Linked DNA regions of Gossypium hirsutum: region 2 is linked to region 1. A link is a contact called in public Hi-C data. All regions are on one chromosome and are shown on one strand. The core of a region is the stretch at or near the end of the contact, and the rest is flanking DNA. Distances in the headings are between cores, read along the strand shown.

Region 1 (2,561 bases), core at 26-2,525:
AACATTGGTTAAGTCAATGTTACTTGCTATTCCAAGCTCTTTCATGTCAATGACCAAAATTCCTAGCTTAGTTTGTACTGAGATTGAGAAACTGGCCCGTGGATTTTTATGGGGTTCAACATCTTCTGTGCAAAATCCGTCACTTGTGAGTTGGGAGGATTGCTGCAAACCTCGGGCGTATAGGGGGCTAGGTATTTGGAGATTATAAGACCAAAACAAACTTTTTTCTCATGAAGTTGGGGTTTAAACTAGTTACTGGTACAAAGGAGTTGTGGGTTCAGGTTTTGGAAAATAAGTACAAAGTGCATGGATTACTGCCAATGCACATTCATTGCAGTAACTGCTATATATGGCGTTCCATAGCCAACATATGGAGTGAAGTCAAAAGGGTATATAGTGGGTTGTTGGTGATGGTAGGCTAGTGAAATTCTGGAATGACGATTGGTTACGTGACTTGGGTATTCTACGACACTATTACATTGGTCATGAGGCCTTTCAAGACTCACTCTGTGTTTGTGATGTAGTGTTAGAAGGGGCATGGAATTTGGCTAGCTGCGATTCTTCCACAGGTGATTGTTGAGCGTATTTTGGCTTATATACCTCCATCGGCGAATGCAGGCTTGGATCACTTAAGTTGGAGATGGCTGTCAAGGGAAAAGTTCTCCATTTCGAAATCTATAAACATTTGTTTGCTGATAACGTATCAATTAGTGTTGTCAATGATGAAATGACATGGAAAGTTAAGGCATCGCAAAGGGTTCAGATCTTTCTCGGACTATTGGCACGTGGTAGACTTCTAACAAACGAGGAATGAATTAGGCAAAGTATGGCGACTTTTCCTTTCTACGATCGTTGTAGTTTGGACATTGAATCTATATTGCATGTAATTAAGGGTTGTGTCTTCGCTAAAGTAATTTGGCAATCTGTCATACCTAGACGGCTCTGGAATGATTCTTTACTTTACCTATTGTCCAATGGATTATTTGGAACATTAAGAATGAAGGTAAAATAGTATTCAAAAATAGTGAATGGCCAACCTTCATTTTCCATTGTATGTTGGTTTTTTTGGAAGAACCGAAATGTTTTCATTTTCATACAGACTTGTGGTAGTAGTCCATCTCTGCTAGCATCTATGGAAGCTTGGACGAGACCTTTATTTGGTACAAGTGGGCCTCATAATTGGAGTAGTACTTCAATGACTAAAGGTTGGTGGCAGCTTCTACCTCATGGATGGATTAAGGTGAATGCGGATGGTTCTGTGTCAAGTACTAGACCAAGGGCAGCCATAGGGGGAGTAGTGGGAGGACCAAATGGAGGATGGATGGGGCCTTTCAGATGGTAATAGGATTGCCCGATATTTTTCAAGTTGAAGCTCAGACACTACTTGAGTGCTTAAAGTTAGCTTAGGCAAAAGGATACCACTAAGTAGAGATCAAAAGTGATAATGCTATATTTATTTCCGTCGTACAAAATGAGTTAGCAGTGAACAACATTTACAGTGAAGTTCAACTTATACATGATCGGTGATTGAAAGATTGGAATGTGACTTTCCGTCAGATTGTGAGGAATATTTTCTTTTATTCTTCTATTCTTTTATTCGTACTGTAGGAATTGGCTTTTCTTATTTCTTATCTTTATCCCATTTCCAAGTAATATCATCTAATGTCTTTGTTTGTCCCCCATCCACCTCCAATTTTTTTGTCTTTCTTTACTGCTGCTCAGTATTATGCAATGGCTGGACACAACACATGCTTAGGGCAAGATCGCAGTCCTACCAATTGTGTAAGGTGGAGTTCTCTCCTATTCCATGCAGTGACAATCTTAAACAACGAAATATGTTGTTTTTCTTTTTTACTTTTCTTCAAATGGCCTGCAGATGCTTCTTAAACCTCTCAATGAGCTGAAGCAAACAGATGGCCGCCTTAATTTGACACAAGGGGTTCTGGAAGGGGTATGTTCCAGTAATTTATCGCATCATCCTTGTGCCCTTTTTGACTTCCTCACCCTGTACACCATGTATCTCTGTTTGACATGTACTGGGTTGGTAAAGAGCTTTGGATGGATGCTATCTTCTCAGCACTTGCATTTGTGAGGCTTCTGGGATTATTTGGAAAATGGGCTCAAAGGAACCATCAAAAAAATAATTTTGACATAAGCAAATTGTACACCTGTTTTACGTTACAAGAGAAGGAAAACAAAGAAACAACAGAAAAAAAGAATTAAATTACTCAAAAAGAAAAAGTACCAAGGATTAGCTGTACAATTTGTATGAAATGATGATACCATTGGTTATATAATAATTTTTCAAAGTTCGATGACCAAAACTAATTTTAAACAAACATAAGTGACTAAACTTGTACTTCAGTTTATAAATAAGACAAATTATTCCATTTCTCCCTTCCTAACAAGTATAAGGTTAGGAAGTCCTTTTGACGAGTTCTAAAGTCAATTCTATGAGTTCTATATATTAATCATAGGTTATTCATGCGGTTGAAACCGCAATAAGGAAGGCTTCCTCAATCAAAGTTAGCTTTTCGAGAATCACCCGGTGACTCGATCCA
Region 2 (2,561 bases), core at 29-2,528, 370 kb before region 1:
ACAAGGGCATTGTCTAGGTGCAATCTCTAATGAATTTGTTTTTTTCTTAGGAGGTTTACAAGCAAAGTAACAGCTGGTTACCTCCCCCATGGGCAATTGTGGCAATGGTTGTCCTTGGATTTAATGAATTTATGCTCCTTTTAAGGTAACTTAATCTAATCTAGAGTCCATGGTTCATCTCATCCCCTCCTATTTTAGTTCTGTTTTTGATGGGTTAAAGGGATGAAGACCCTGGCTTTTAACAGGAGCTGGGATTAGTAGTCTTCGGGGACTGCCGTGCTCAAAGGCAGTGGGTGAACCTACAGGGCAAGACCTCAGGTTCAGCTTGGATATATCTGAAATCTGATTCCTAGCATAATTCAAAATACTAGCATGGGTTTTCCTGGTTTACTTTCTACTATCATGTTAATTGTTGTGCTCATAATGCTTCTCGCAAACAGGAATCCTCTCTATCTAATGGGTCTATTTGTTGTGTACTTACTTTCAAAAGCGATGTGGGTTCGAGGGCAGTTTCAACATGGCACTGTGAGTATGGAAGAGAAAATGCACCGTCTCTTTGCCAAATTTTCTTGTAGTTTTGATTTGTGATTTACTGTTTCAAATGTGAATTTGCACATGGCATGTATTCAATCAAAATCCTAGGTTTTTTTGCTTGGAATTGAAAGCCTGGACCTATAGCTTAGTTTTTTTATTTCTGAAAATGATCCATTCTTCAGTCAGTGAGACCAAAGATTATCAGGATCTATTGTCTAGTTGCCCTAAATCAGAATAACCTTGTTTGAAACTGATCTAGATTCTTTGTTTGCCTTCTTGCCAGCTGGCTGGGCTAATCTCTATCTCGTCGAGGTTTCTTCCCACCATCATGAATCTTCTAAGGCGACTTGCAGAAGAGGCTCAAGGGCATCAAACTGCTGAGCCCCCCAGGCAACAATGTTCACTCGTTTTTCAGAGTTTGAAGAATCAAAGTCATCCAAATCCAACCGACTCAATTCCAGAGTCATCTGTAGCATCCAACATTTCAACATCTGATGGTGGTATCGAGTACTCAAGCCCTAACGTAACACACGGAAGTACAAAAATTCCAGAAGCAGAACTTTCTTGATAAAAAGGTAATCTCATGTAAAATTTATAACAAAATAGGGTAAGCTACTCCCTCATCCACAAATTTTTCTTTCAAATGAAAAAAAAGGGATGAGACAGAAAAGTAGTCCAGGATGCAGGATTTCACTCAGTCCTACGTAGTGGTGTGTGTATGACCAAATTTTGCCAGGGCCCAATAAAATCACAATAAAATCACAGACCAAATATTAAAATTCAATTAAAACCTAAAATATCCCAAGCTCAAATACAACCCAAAATAAAAAATAAAAAATGAAGAAAAAGAAAAAAATCTAACCTCTTCACCCTATGTGCCGCCCTAAGCGCCGCCTTAGTCTTCTTTTGTCGACCACTTGTAAAAAGAAAAGATAGTAAATAAAAAAAAAGTTGTAACAAGGCTATAAAAGCCATCATAAAACCAAATGTAAAGGGGAATGAAGGATAAAAAAAAAAGAAAAAAACATTGTATTTTCACAGAAAGATCAAAAATCCAAAGCAAAAAAAAAATTGATTTTAATTTCTTGTATTCCCTTTGTTCATTTTTCATTTTTGTTATTTTATTTTATTTTCTTTATTTCATATATATATATATATAATTTAATTGAATTCCTTATTTGAATTCCCTTGCAAACATGTTTATATTTTTCCCTTTAAATCTATTTATGTATACCATTTGTTCCCCAATTTTAAATTATACTTTGTTTATTTCAAACACTTGCCTATATTACTATTTTTGTTATATACAATGTTTATATTAAGTTTTATGCTTTATGTATCCTGTTAATTGTTGGTAAGTAAATCTTGTTTCAAAATATTTTGTATAATTATTGATTTATATTATATAGTATGTCATTCGTATATTCTTTTGTATATTCTTACATGGTTGCATTTATATAATTCATTTATGTTACAACTTGCTAATATGTACATTATTCGTTTTAAAATTTTATATAGGTACACATTACTATTGCTATGCACATAATATATATATATACATTTTTTGAATCTTGGTTTTAAATTATTTTGCATAACACTAACTTTAAATTTCCTCTTATAATACTTATTTTGAAGCTCATTTATATGTTAAACTTTATATGCTTTATGTATTATTTATTTTATTTTTTATTTATTTTACAATCTATTGTAAATTTTTTGCATGTATTATCTGTTTATGTATATATATATTTATATATAATTTACCTACTTTAAATTGTTTATTTCAAGTTTATTTGTTTTAACATTTTTTATTACCTTTTAAAATATTTTTCTTAAAATAGATTTTTATTTAACCATTAGTTAGAAACGTTAAATAGTGTATGTGGTAAGATTATTATCATTGGGCATGTTTCGATTTTCATGTTTGCACTTTTCAAAAATTTGTATAATATATTATTGATATATGTTTTCCATATTTGTTACTTTGTTTTGCATCCCCATGTATTATATTATGATTGAGATTGCCA

The links. A called contact is a pair of places that touch in the nucleus more often than the background predicts.
Region 2: a contact with region 1 is called in a Hi-C map of leaf, with 2.2 times the contacts expected there. The contact joins two enhancer-like sites. A contact is called at or near these places in 3 of 34 Hi-C or Micro-C datasets (all in leaf).

What each region holds. Positions count from the first base shown.
Region 1 is chrA06:110,318,490-110,321,050 of Gossypium_hirsutum_v2.1, reverse strand. It overlaps the pseudogene LOC107961787. Among protein-coding and RNA genes, the nearest start is that of LOC107961784, 48 kb to the right of the region's middle. Within about 2 kb of position 1,275, at least 4 of the 9 cell types and tissues checked have an H3K27ac peak or open chromatin away from gene starts, as enhancers often do. A contact at or near this core is called in leaf, where this site is marked.
Region 2 is chrA06:110,685,303-110,687,863 of Gossypium_hirsutum_v2.1, reverse strand. LOC121230610 (a long non-coding RNA gene) reads left to right here. Exons shown (of 10, transcript XR_005928601.1): 8 at 51-145; 9 at 229-525; 10 at 818-1,318. Among protein-coding and RNA genes, the nearest start is that of LOC121230610, 5.0 kb to the left of the region's middle. Within about 2 kb of position 1,278, at least 7 of the 9 cell types and tissues checked have an H3K27ac peak or open chromatin away from gene starts, as enhancers often do. A contact at or near this core is called in leaf, where this site is marked.